Regions from separate parts of the Drosophila melanogaster genome. Here region 2 is linked to region 1. Evidence: chromatin contacts called from public Hi-C data. All regions are on one chromosome and are shown on one strand. Each heading gives the region's core, a stretch centred on a gene start, on an enhancer-like site or on the middle of the called end of the contact. The rest is flanking DNA. Distances are from core to core; before and after follow the strand shown.

Region 1 (7,376 bases), core at 3,648-6,147:
ACAACATTCCCGAATCGGGATTAATTCGGAACTCGTCGCCCTCATTTCCACCCACGATTTCCAAGTAGACCAATGCATTTTTGCCCAAATCTGGATCGCTTACTTTGAGCCTTATCACAGGCATGTTAATGGGTGCCGTTTCTGGAATGGATACTTCGTAAATCTCCTGTGTGAATATGGGTATATTTTTGCTCTCGGGCTTGATTTGAATCGGAACGGATTTGTAGGCGAATCGACGGGGAGTTCCGAGGTCCTCCGCCAGTAGGGTTAAGTTGTAAATGAAATGTTGCTGGTTAAGATGGGCAAACTGATTCAATTCGATGTAGTACTCGTCTTTGGTCTCCGCCGCCTTCAGAAGAAACGTGCCATCCGGATTTCCATCGACGATTTCCAATCGCCCTATGTTGCCATTTATCCCAGTGTCTTTGTCGTTTACTCGTACAATTCCATAAATCAAAGGGTTTGATGTTGGCGTCACGCTCGAGAAGGTTTTCGTGAAAATCTCTGGAGCGTAAAAGTTAACCTGTTTCACCGAAATACTAACCTTCGTCTTGCTGGCCTGGTGGTTCTGATGGTTCACCCATGATCCCCGATCGTAGGCCACCACCGTGAGCTCGAAGTGCGAGTTCTCCGCATACTGAAGCTGCTGCAGGAGAGTAATTTCGCCAGTTGTTGGATGGATAGCAAAGTATTCACTATCCATCAGGAGGCTGTAGTAGATTTCCCCATTGATGCCGAGGTCAGCATCGTCAGCTGTGACCTTTAAAATACTTTGATATTTGGGCGTGTCCTCCGGAATAACAACGGTGTACTGGGTCGGATAAAACAGCGGACTCAGGTCATTGCGATCCAGTACTTTGATGTGGATATTCGCCTCCGTTTCATAGCTTGATACATTTCGGTCGTGCAAATGTACATGTGCCTTCACTCTTATAACGTATTCCTCAGTTTTTTCTCTGTTTAGCACAACGTTATTTGTCCGCGTTCGAATCGCTAAGAAGGCAAAATCTCCGACCAGTTTCTCCTCGGCCTTAAATAGCTTCTCCTTATCGCCACTAATTATCCTATACTTAACCTCTGCGTTCAAGCCAACTCTCAGGCCGGCCAGTCTTTCATGCAATACTCCCTTGGCGTAAGTCTTGCCCAGACTATTTTCTGGTATGGTAACATTATATACACTATGGCTAAACCTATATAGATCTTGCAGTTGGTTCTCTAGTCTATACTCCAGGGTCGCCGTGTGCTTCTCATCGGCCTTGCTTTGTACAGTGGGGATCAACCATAGACTACACAGTAGTGAAATCCATTGGAGTATGGTGAAAGCTTTTCTTTTTACAGGAGTTACATATTTTTTAATCTTCATAGTAAACATATACTGCTCTTATTTCACATAATATCCTGCAACGTAAACGGAATGGTAATCATTTTGTTAGGCAGTGTTTATTTTGAACATCGTTTAATTATAGTAGTGTTTTCTCAAAGCCGAATTCGGTAATCCCATCCGAAGACATTGGTTTAAGCTCAATTTAGAATTAGGGATTTAAATATTAACGACCTACGAGGAAATATCTTAATTTTTTAATGTTCGTAATTAAACAAATTGTTAATCAGATAGGCACAACACAATGTAATGTAAATCACTCATTGCGAGGCGAAATCAAATATTCGGCTATTTAACACGTCCAGTTTTAACCATTTTTTATGGTACATAATACATTTACATAATACATATAATTCGCATAAAATGTGGAAATGCTCCAATGATGGGAAAGCATTTCAAACGGCGGACGAGATGGGCATCTCTACGTTTGGTGGAATTTGCAATCTTTCTTCTACATAATTGATTTAAAGTGCTCCATTTTGTCTAACCGATTATATCTACCAGCAACAATAGTCGTCTATTAAGTGAACTGTTCAGCTTCTAATTTTGGCAAATTTGCGCCACTGTTCACCTTCCTTTCAATCTGACAATAAGTGTTTAAGCTTAACAACTTTTGCAATGTACCTGATTTAAGGCTTAAGAATTGTGCACAAATGAAGCAAATTGTAAATATTATAACATAAATAAACAAAGAGGTAAAATTATAAGTACATTTCAATAATGTCACTCTTAAAAACTGCTTGTTCATATGGCACAAGCATAAATTTAAATTTTTCCCAAAAGATGATTGGGCGTCAAGTAAAATTGTAAGAGAAGCCTTCCGCAATCGATTTGACCTAGATTTTTTTTTTAAAGGGGCACGACCAGCTTATCAGCCACACTTCTGATGTCATTTATAGTAGTTTCTATAATTAGTTGGCTCGAAAATGCGTGATTAATGTAATTCACTTTGCTTCCAAAAACAAAACATTTTCTATCTTTAAGGCTTATTCACTTTTAAGGAAACACGAATAGAATTCAATGTAATAGAATGATATGACAATAACCGTTTAGAACATTTAAAAAAAACTGCTGAAGATAAACGGGTGTATGTCATGAAATTCTCATTTTGCACTTGTGTTATCTTTGAACTTTATTCATTAGTAATATTTTAGACACAGCCTACCAATGCCACCATAAATTACTCGAATTCCAAACGAATTATAATGTAATGATGCCCTACATTCTGGATGGTCTTCAAATTGTAAATAATCACAAGGAACGGGAATTTCTCCATATCTTGATATCCATGTAGTTAGGTTGTACGACACAAAGCCCTCTTACTTGACACCTTTGCCAGATAAGAAAAACTAATAAACCAATCGTGTGAAAAGTAAAGCTTCATTTTTCCTATAAAACTGAATAAAAGAAGTGTTTGAAATATTTTTCATAACACGTCGCTTTCAAGTCTCAAATTTATTGTTTACAAATTTAAAGAACCGTGAAGGTAACACTTTTAAAATGAATTTTCACTAGCACAGCAGATCAGCATAATCACTTGACTGAGGGAGCCACTTGTTGGGATGTTGGGAGTGGAAATTACGAGATTTTCGACTTTTCGATTCATGAAAACGTGAAGGTTGCGAAATTGGTGCGGCGCGTAGGTAAATATGAGTAATAAGACCCTAATACACACATATGTATGTACATATGTATAAGGCATGAAAAGAAGTCGAAACGGGTTAGCGAGCACAGGCCATGTGAATCACTGAGTGCTTTCAACTTTAATGTTTATTCAGAAGCAATGTCTGAGAACTCTTCTTAGCTTTTCTGGATTCTCACTCCAAAAATCAGTCCACAAAGTCACACCATTACGAGCACTAACTCCAATTTTTACATAGCAGTGCAGCATTTACATACATACATAGGCGATGCATATGTACATAGCACATCGGTGTACAAAGATAACATGTGTCTCTTTTTCGTGGGCCTAATTTTCCGATAAGGTAAGTAAACAAACACACGCACACACATCACTCCGAATCGCCGTGATAAACTTCGTGCACCTGGCACTGGGTATTTTATTGGCTTAAAACACAGAAATGCACAATTCTCGGTTGATATATCTTTTTGGAAAATGTTTGGTCCACATACAAACGCACTCAGGTACATATGTGTGTATACCTTTGTAATTTAGAGTGGATCCCACAACTTGTCTGGAACTATCTAATATTCGGTGTTTTCGCTGGTTGCTCGGTAACTTCGGGGGCGATCACTTTCATCGGTTTGTATTTTCATTCATCTCTGATTTCCGGAACTCTAGACGCGGATTACACACTCACATTAATTGGCAGCTGCATGTACATATGCACCACTAACTACGATCGCCGATAACTCCGCCCGCTATTGCTCTCTCTTGAAAATGCTAAAATCGATTGCAAGAATCGAATATTGCGAGACTCGATGACAGCACCGATAGTGCGTAGCCGATAATTTCCAGATCGATTATACTGCTAAGCGCGAATTGACACGAATTTAAGCGAGGCCTTTGTCTAATAAATACAAAATTTTCGAACAATACAAAAAAATCGCTTTAATAACCTTTCAACAAGTGGTCAAAACCAATTGTCAAGACTAATTAAATGTTTAAATTATTTGTATGTTCGCCAATAAAAATAAATTCTGAAACAAAATAATTTCCTTCACGAATAACTCTTTATCTTACGTTTTAAAGGGCTGCATTTAAGATAACAACAAAATTTGTAATATGGAGATATTATAAAAAATAATATTTTGGTTTTTGTCGAGTGCAATTTTAAAGAAAGCACTTAACTAATTAAAATGAAGTCCTATTTATTTGGTTCGCCTACAATATTGTTGTTGCTTTGGTTTCTTCTAAAGGAACATATCAAACTGATATGTGAAAAAAGTCTTTAAACTGTATCAAAATTTGGAAACAGCTTTATTTAAATGCTATAGTTTTCATTAAAAACATGGATCCCTGGCAATATATTTGGGTGTCAATTAAGGTTGATGCCCCCTAAAAATATCACAAATCACTAGGACGTATACAAGGAATGGAACCCTTTGGTTTCCCATAATCCTCATTGCAATGGCTTCGCAATTCAAGAAATGTAGCCCAGACCATCGCAGAAGTTTCCTGTGCGGAGGTGTATGTTGTGGTTTATTCCACTGATTTTTGGTTGGATATATTTGGTTTCTCATTATCTGTATCACCACAGGGGGTTATGCAACCCCAATTCACTGTTACACTTATATGTAAAGCAATATTATCGTGGACTATTGGTCAACTCGGACGTATTTGTGGCACACAACACGAATACGTACATATTTCTGCATTTTACAGATAAACATCACTTGCACTGGAAATGCGTATGGGCGCAGATACATTTATCGACTCGCGTATCGTCGCCTAAGCTCGAGTCATATTAACGGAACAACGCGACTTTCGATTGAAACATACTTTCCCTTCTCATTCAATTGCTACCGACGACGCACACCGTTTACTGCGATTTAAAGCAACTTAAACCGCAGTCAATGAGAACAGAAATTCAACTGATTCGACTTTTCGTTTCGAGGTCCTAACGAGTTGGGCCATGTCCTGCGCTTGCAACCTCCAGCTGCAACCTCCAACAGCAACTTCGAGCTCATCCGGACCAGCTTGAGCATGGAGCACCCCTATTTCCCCTTCTGTTATTGAGTCCTTTGACCCTCTCTGGTAAAAATATCCCAGCTTTATTGCGGAGAACATGCATATGTCTGACTTGTTACATGTTTTAGACAAATGTATTTGTTATTGCTAAATATTTTGTGAGGCTAGGAAAATGCTCCACTTCACTGTTAGATGCAATTTGTTGCCTTCTGCAGATTTTTATGTTTTATTTTTTTTTTTTCTATTATGTATTATTATTACTATTTATCAAAATATATTTATATTTTATAGAAACTTGGGCAATTTAATACGGCATTCCTGCGATAAAATCGATTTTATCAAACGCGCCATCTGGTGGGATTTTCATGTAAATTTCCCTCGACCGTAAAATAACAAAGTCGGTATTATTACGATAAAAAAAATACCAAGCGAAGCTAGATTTTACTTGCAAATACAGCATACAGCATTTATAGGACCTTCAAGCCTGTTATCCACTCTTTGGTCGACACTAAAACTTAACATTCTACAATAATTAGGCTGAAAATGAACAGGTAGAAATTATTTTACAACTTTTATTTCCGTGACAATGTTATTTGACAAGCCATTATACTTGGCTCACGGCATTGGTCTGATTAGCATTTTGCACGACTTCAGGGGATATCTATTACCAACATTCCAATTACCCCACCAAATGCCATCGGTCGTGTCCAACTCAACTTTGGAATTCCGATATTTTCCGTTCAAGTTACTGAAAAAGAATTATTTTTCAAAATCATTAAACAAAAACAAGTTCATACATACCAGTTCATTGTACCCCACCATTTCGATGATTCCATTGCAAACGGATTTCCAACAATAATATGGTTTATATGACTGCGAAATGCGTCGCCAGCATTTCCTGAGTATTCGCCAAGGGAAAGCAGTTTGTATTTCTGTTTTTCATCGCCAATAACAAAATTATCATATCTTGCATAAGCACTAGCATTGTCGAAATCGACGAGCTGGATATATAGTTCCATTCGTCGATGTGTCGTCATTTTATGCAATTTTTGTAGGCCAAGCCAGAACTCGCCACCCAAATCCCCACAGCCCGTTATTATATTTGATTCAGTGGCGTTATCGAAACTGCCATCGATTCTACGCTGGATTATCATCCAACCACGACCGGCAGAAGGAATATCCTCGAAAACTGAGGCAAAGGGTTCGAAATCAGGTAGTGTCACCAATTTAATTGAAGGCAACTTGGAAGAGCCCAGTAATACGAATTCATCGTGGTCCTTATTATTAACGTTATACTCAGACAATATCTCTGTCATTTTCACTATCTTTTCGTCCTTCGCCTTTACTGCACCTTCCAATTGCACAATTTTTAGCTTCGACTCGTCAATTTTGAATTCTAGTCTGGCGATTTCCGCCTCTTTTGAGTTCAAAATTTTCTCGATTTCAACAATCTGATCATTCCCCTCTCGAAATTTTCCATTTTCCATATTTAACTCCTTTCGTTCTTTCACAACTTTATCATGCGCTGGAGCACAATTTCCTCCATCGTTCTTCTTAATTGTAATCCTACTCAAGTCGAGATCACTTTGCAAGTCCATAATTTGAGTTTGTAACTTCTGTATGGTCATTTCTTTTGTTTGCGTTACTAAGTCAATCGACAATTGCAGGGTCTTAATAAAATCATCCTTATCCTTGATGCAGTTTTCAAGTATACTGCCCTTCTCCTGTTGGGCCTTCAGATTTATTTCAGCCTCCGCCAACTTTCGGGTGAGTTCCGATATTTTCCTCTCATCTTTTTTCTTATGTTTCAGCATTCCCCGTGCACTTGTGCCCACAAATTCCATTTCCGAATCACTGCTGCTCTGAAAAACGAAAGAGTATACAATATTCGCTGAGAACTATGTGCATGAATTCATGATTACGATCACTATCGGATCTGACTGAGTCTATTCAAAGACACTAGAATCGGAATTTGGGGAAGTACATATAAAGCGAAAAGTTTTTATCAAAGACATTAGAATAATAAAGACATTAGACATTATTATTTTAGTGTCTTTGATTTTTATTTTACTTGTGAATTTATATCAATACACCAAAAGAATTTTCAAATTTCTCACACGTTCTTCTCTATCTATGTAAGTAACGAGAATCGAGAAAAATCTTATTGCTCACCGAATTGTTCTCAGTGCTGGAATCTGGAGAGGATCGCGAATTCTGAGAAAAGTTGTTCTGGTCCTCCGGCTTCATGGGGATTAATTTATCAGCACCACGTTTTATCGTACCTAAAAGCACTCCAAACGGAATTTGCAATAATCCGTGCAATAAATTTAAAGATGTAAAGCA
Region 2 (6,871 bases), core at 1,199-3,698, 780 kb before region 1:
CTGCCGCCCAGCGAGTTCTTCAAGACCAACGAGAGTGTCCTGCGGGCCCGCGCCATGGTGGCCTACAATCTGGGCCAGTTCCACGAGCTGTACAACCTGCTGGAGACGCACTGCTTTTCGATCAAGTACCACGTGGACCTGCAGAACCTCTGGTTCAAGGCCCACTACAAGGAGGCCGAGAAGGTGCGTGGCCGACCACTGGGCGCCGTGGACAAGTACCGTCTGCGCAAGAAGTATCCCCTGCCCAAGACGATCTGGGATGGCGAGGAGACGGTCTACTGCTTCAAGGAGAAGTCGCGCAACGCTCTCAAGGACTGCTACCTGACCAACCGATATCCCACCCCCGACGAGAAGAAGACGCTGGCCAAGAAGACCGGGCTCACGCTCACCCAGGTCTCCAACTGGTTCAAGAATCGTCGACAGCGGGATCGCACGCCCCAGCAAAGACCGTGAGTTGAAATCATAGATTCTCATGTCCTCATCCATAAAATCCACTATATAACTTATCCTTTTAACTATAACCCACATCCTATCTTGAACACATAAAATAGAATTTTATTTTAAGAACTGAAAATCGTCAAAGAATCAATCAAAAGATTAGTTGTAATTAGAGATTATTGACTATTTCCTAAAAAACAACTTTGAAAAGAGCTAATACCATTTGAAGTGTAGTTAGATTCTCTTCACATTTCTTTTGAACTTGGGCCAACCAAGTTCGTTAGGAGGGGAATCTAGGGCGGCATGGTAATTTCCACTTCCTCATAACTCGTAAAACAATTCATTCAACACTTGAGCGTGTTGCGCCCCAGAACCAAACTCCGAAATCCGAAATGCGAACGAATATAATCAATTGTTCTGGAATTGGCATTAAAAATCGTTTGTAAGTGACCGTTCCGTACGGCACTTGTGCCTCCAGGCCGCCCACTTGAGCGTGTTTTATGTCCAATTTCGGCCGGCTCCTTGCACGGTCCTCTGCATATTTATAGAGCCCAGGGACTCGGGACGTGCCCGACTCCTAACGCAGCGCATGCGTGTAGCATGTGCCCCTCATCCTCCTCACCATTCCCATTCTCCTCCTCCGCCCGCATCCCGCTGTTTGATCGCATCGCCTCTACAGGGCGTCAAATTGCAGCACATACCACACCCGAGCTCACAAGTGGAGTAAATGTGTTCTTTTTAGCTGCTCGAAAACTCACAGTCGCACTTCCATGACTAGAACCATTTGGAAAACGCAGAGCGATCTTAAAAAATGGAGTCATGCTTCACTTACATTGATAATTGTTAAGGGAATTTTAGGGGGATTCCATAGATAGTTCCACTGCCTGAAACTAAAACATATATTTATATATAGTAACTCTATATTTTAAGTGCTATGTTATAAATATATTTAAAAAACTAATTGTTTGATTTTAGGGACATCATGTCGGTGCTGCCCGTGGGCCAACTGGATGGCAATGGATTCCCGCGCATGTTCAATGCTCCAAGCTATTATCCCGAAACGATTTTCAATGGGCAATAAACTGCGATGTGAGGAGGCTGTTTTTGTGTAAATAAAGTGTAATGCGTTTGTATGTTAGGACACAGGCAACTGGAAAGTGGCCATCAAATGGCCATCTTTGTTAGCTCTAGAATTAACCAATTTTTGCTTTATGTACTGTATAACTCGAATAATAAACAAATGACATTAGATCAACAAATGAATTTGTGTGCATTTTATTTGGGAAATTTGGGTTATGTAAAAGAAAAATAATTTATATCCACTGTCGCTGAAAATCATATGGAAAATCAATATGGATAATTTCTCTTAGCTATAATTTTTATGGGCTAATCAAATGGAAAATGCTGGCCTACGAATAAAAGGGATATAATATAGGTAAGCCAGAGACAATATGTTCATATAGTGATTATATGTTAATATATATGTTGGTTAAACGCTAGTTTCTTTTCCTTTGCCCTAATCATTATTTTTGTAAAAACTAATACAAACAATTGGCCAAACTAGTCATTTGCGCTAACCGAATCTTAAAACTTAACACTAAAATCATATTTAAAATTTATGTACCACATATTTCAACGCAACACATTTTAATCTGCGTTACGCCATGAAATATAGACATTTTTAAGAAGAGAAAATTTAAGAAAATTAGGAAATAAAGAATCCTAAATCAAGTTCCACAGCACAAGTTCCAAGTCTGGTCTCAAAAAAATATATATATTAGATAGTAAAAATCATTATATAACACATGAATATTTTTGTGCTTGGACTTTTTGTTTATTATGAAAATTTCGGTGTAAAAAAATTTTGCAAATGCAAAATAGTAACGTTGAAAAGAACTTTTAGCAAGCAATACGGTAAACGGATCAAAATAAGATTGTTTAAAACCACTGAAGTATTGGCGCCATTCGCGGCCGATAGCTCTTACTGTGGCAGCAGCGATAGTGACATCCCTGAAAGCCTATCGAAAAACCATCAAAGAAAGACATGTCACACAAAATAAGCGAATATTTCGCAAATGATCCGCCCAGTTTCTTCGATGAGCTGGCCAGCAAACCCAAGGGCAACAACTTGTCAACAGAAGGGAGTTCCAGCAGCGCCAGTAGCACCAGTTCCGCCCCAAACATGATGTCCAACACCTTCGTCGGGTTCTTCCAACCTCCTGAATATGTTGAGACACCTGAGGCAGGAGAGGATTCTATAAAAGTCGGTGACGACGTAAGAAATCTGTGGGAGTTGCCGCGGGAAAACGAGCCCGGTAAACTTATTATGCCGGGCATCCATCTGCAAACTGACTTGGTGCGTATAGAATGCTTCTATACTTCTTTTTAAAGGTAATGACACTTTTACTTACTGACACTTTATGACTGTTCCAGGCAGATCCCATCAGCGTGGCGGTGACTCAACACCTCGGAGAGGCCGAGTTGTCCTACCGCAAGATCCTTCGCGTCGATGATGTCACCCAGGACGAGCGCGGCTTGAGAACACTAATCCACGCCGGTTGCTATCGCACTGCCGTGAATCTTACGGGCCGTCTTCTGACCATTTACGGTCAGGGTTACGGGCGATCTGGTCAGCCAGCAAAGCATTCGCCCCACTCCCTGCAACTGTGGTTCACGCGCCTCGCGCTGCTTGCCAAGTTGGGCGAGTTTGAGCTGCTGAATGCCGAGGCAGAACCTTTTGGCCAACTTACCAGCCCCGATGTCTTCTACGACTTCTATCCGGAGATGTACAACGGGAAAAGTGGATCCATAGCCTGTTTTTCCTTCCGGCTCTTGCTTGCAGAGCTGCCCATATATCTGGGTAAACCCCATGTCGCCCTGGACAGACTTTCAGAACTTCATGTGACCACGCGGGAAATCAAGGAGCACTATTTAAGTCTGCACAACAAGGCGGCAGAGGAGTTTTGGCAAAGGCGATGCGAACGGGTTTTGCATTCAATCATCAACTGTGGATTGATGGTACGTTCAAGAAAACTTAACTGTAGTTTAAATGAGTGTAACATTGCCCATTTAATTCTTGCAGATGAAGAAATTCAGTATGATAGACGACATAATGGAGGGAACGCTTTTAAAGCGCTCCAACCTGAGCAAGGAGGATCGGCGATCCTTGTACTCCGCTTGGGGCCGCATTTATCTGCAAATTGGTGACATATTTGGAGCGGAGCAGAAGATTGCCGTCTCGAGGAGATTAAGGGAGATGTAAGGCCCTACTCTAACCAACGCTATTTTCAGTTCAATGATATGCTTTGTTGTAGAAACTCCGCGCCTGATCTCAGAGACTTGGTCGATAAGGGATTAATAGCTGTGGCCAAGAACGACTTTCCCGAGGCCTATGTGATATTCCAGAAAGCTCTGCACCTGGACACCGGCAACACAATGATCCTGAACAACATGGGAGTGTGCCTTCTCTACGCCGGAAAGCTAAAGGATGCTATAAATCTGTACGAGCGCGCTATCAACCTGAATCCCCAGAAGTCCCTCAACGAGAGTTTGCTGGTCAATCTCTCGACGCTGTATGAACTGGAATCAAACAACTCCAAGGCGAAAAAGTACAACTTACTGCGCCTAATTAACAGATACAAACCGGATCTCAACATAAGCATAGAAATTTGTCTAAAATTGCAGACGATAAATTAAAGTAGAGATATTGTTAGACATTCCAAGCAAGCGGAACTTTCGGTCAAAATAGGTGAGCCCTTCTTTGAGTCCACTAGAAAAGTATTAGAGAAATAAAATAATGTTATAGATAGTTTCCTATCTGTTTAATTTAATTACTTCAAATTTAATAGATTATAAAACAAATACAACAGAACTATCGTACACGAAAAGTTGCGAATGACAAACGATAGTGCGGAAAGAGCAGGCAATCGATACCGTGCTGCCTATCGCAGCAATGCCATCTCGATTCGACTGCTCCGAGTTTCGTCGCTGAAAAAGAATTTGAGAAGAACTTATTTTTAATTTCCAAAGAAAATCGCGGGAATATTTACGCCAAGCGCACGCCTAAATGTTTGCAAACACGTAGCGCGTGCTTTTCAGACTAGGATAGTTGAAACTAGGTGAGTTTTGTGGCGTTTCAGGGCGTTTTAACGCAGTGCGGCCACACGATGCCCAGGCAGTATATAAAATGGAAAATATTGATGTGCCTGTGCCTCGGTGGGTGCAAAAAAGAAAGTGTAGAGAAATTTTCGTTGCATCCAGAATGTTGTTTGTTTACGCCGTCGAGCATCGAGTTACTCGAGTTCACCTGGAATTGGGCGTCGCAAAGTTCTCCTGATTGATATTATTTGCATTTTCTTTTAATTATAAGCGACTTTTTGTGGCTGCACTGAAAAAGCGCGCCATTATTTTAGTGCTATGACGTAGCTGTCGAGGGCCACGAAACCAAGTGTAATTTTTTCGCAATTGTTTATATGGCGTGCATAATGCCTGCAGTTGGTGCGGGTGTGTGTGTCAGCGGAGGTGCGCTGGTGTGTGTGCGTGCGAGTGCAGCAAATTATTTTGTATATTTTTTATTCCGCTTGTGGCGGTGCGCATACGCTTGGTACACGCTCGTCAAAACATATACACATAACCCAGGCAGAAAATCTCTATTCTTTTGCAATTTGTTTTGATTTCTCATTCGTGCGAGAGCAGAGCTGTGTTCGCTCTCTCTGGCTCTCTCGCTCATGCGCGCCTTCTTAGCCTCGTTTGAGTGGGTGTCGAATTAACTGTTTTCTGGCCAAGGGCTTCCTTCTGATTTTTTTTTTTGGATTTATCAGGCCAACATTTAGTGTTAATTTCTACTACTCCCCACGATCTCCACGCATCATTCCGTCCGACTCTAGCGTGCCCCCGATCTCGCTCCGCTGAGTGGCTGTTGTCGACTGGCCGATTAACGGCAGTTATAGCTCTCTGGTGGTGGTTCTGGTTTCTTCGATTCGATTCCGGTGCGCGCTCACTTTATTATCTGCCATCGTGACAATGTCGCTTTGGATATTTTCTAGCCAAAGGGAGACTTGGCGGTTTTTTATCCTATATTTGAATTATTTTTATATGCAAGAGGTTCAATTAGGCCACTTTGCTGTACTATACTTGGTGATAGTCACGTCTTCAAGCCGTAGTTTTTTTTTTCCGAAATTAAGGGGTATTATATTGATGGTATTTAATGGTATTAAATATCAAAAAATAAAGCTGAACTAAAAAGAAATATAGGTGTTCAAGACGTGTTGAACAACTGTTATTAGTATTTAGCACTGCAACTATAACTATTGTTTTATATGCATATATTGATTGTTTAATATATAACATCGATTAATATTTAACATCCGATTAGTCATCATAAGATATATTAACCAAGAGAATAGCTATTTTCCGAAAATTCAATTTGCCATCACTGGCCATTGATTATCTTTTCTTTTCACTGTCTTGCTCTCACTCTCTTCTTTGATTGAAAACACTTGTTTTTGTTTACCTTGCTCTTGCAGAAATATTTCGCAGCATGGCAGCTAACAACAACAATAGCATCATACACAACCTGGGCGCGGGGACGGAGGGCTTGCTCTCCTCCGTGATTGCGTCGACGGGGACTCCTGGCATGGGATCCTCGCCCGTGCCCTCCAGAGCATCTTCATCGTCCGCCTCCTCCGCCGCACAGAGTGCTTGGGATCAATTGACGGCGAGTGCCTCCAACAACATGTCACCTTCACCCACGGCAGGAGCGCCCACGGTCACGGGACCCATTCTACCAGACAATCTGGGCGTAGGAGCGGGCAGTTCACCGGTGGCCAGTTGCTCCTCCCCCTCGACGCCCACGAAAACACATGCGCCCTCACCGCTGGAGAGCATGGGCCATACACCGCAAGGTCCGCCAACCTTGGGACCCGGTGGATATGGCGAGGAGCTAACCGCCGAGCTGGTAAACCAGGGATGGCGGAAATTCTGGTCCAAGAGGGAAAACCGCCCATACTATTGGAACAAAGTCACCGGCGAATCGCTGTGGGAGATGCCCGGCACCAGACCCTTTGATCCGCTCACCGACCCTTTGGGCATCTGCCATGCGGGCGGTCCGACGCCGATCATCCCCAATATGCACCAGCAGCAACAGCACCAGCATCATCACCTGAAGCGGCGGCCGTCGGATGACATGCACATCCATCCCAATCAGCATCATATGGGCGGCGGACCTCCAATGAAGAAGTTTGTTCTGGCCGGTCCCTGGGACCTGGAGGTGTGCACCAATGCCGTTATTGTAGAGCGACCGCCGACACTTCTGCCGCAACCGCATCCTGAGGTAGAGGCTTTACGGGCAGCCTTCACCATGAAGCTGCTGAAAACCTACGAAGATCTGTGCATGCGGAGAGAAAATATAAAGGCACCCAGAGATTCCTTCAAC

What was found. Hi-C and Micro-C count contacts between places; a contact is called where the count stands out from the background.
Region 2: a Hi-C map of the Kc167 cell line shows a contact between it and region 1, with 4 times the contacts expected there. The contact joins the promoter of CG11396 here to the promoter of kug in region 1. A contact is called at or near these places in 8 of 107 Hi-C or Micro-C datasets (the Kc167 cell line, the OSC cell line, cellular blastoderm embryo and 3 more).

What each region holds. Positions count from the first base shown.
Region 1 is chr3L:20,002,822-20,010,197 of dm6, reverse strand. It overlaps kug (kugelei), which reads right to left and starts at 4,897. Exons shown (of 21, transcript NM_001300197.1): 1 at 4,709-4,897; 2 at 1-1,398. The coding sequence starts at 1,372. It overlaps CG7668, which reads right to left. Exons shown (of 3, transcript NM_168830.2): 1 at 7,206-7,376; 2 at 5,835-6,895; 3 at 5,364-5,781. The coding sequence starts at 7,280. The coding sequence ends at 5,649.
Region 2 is chr3L:20,783,714-20,790,584 of dm6, reverse strand. It overlaps CG11396, which reads left to right and starts at 2,448. Exons shown (of 4, transcript NM_140998.3): 1 at 2,448-2,794; 2 at 2,872-3,456; 3 at 3,521-3,696; 4 at 3,753-4,245. The coding sequence starts at 2,483. The coding sequence ends at 4,134. It overlaps Six4 (Six4,), which reads left to right. Exons shown (of 4, transcript NM_140999.3): 3 at 1-449; 4 at 1,414-1,699. The coding sequence ends at 1,519. It overlaps Pcif1 (Phosphorylated CTD-interacting factor 1), which reads left to right and starts at 4,388. Exons shown (of 5, transcript NM_140997.3): 1 at 4,388-4,556; 2 at 5,964-6,871. The coding sequence starts at 5,978. It also overlaps asRNA:CR46484.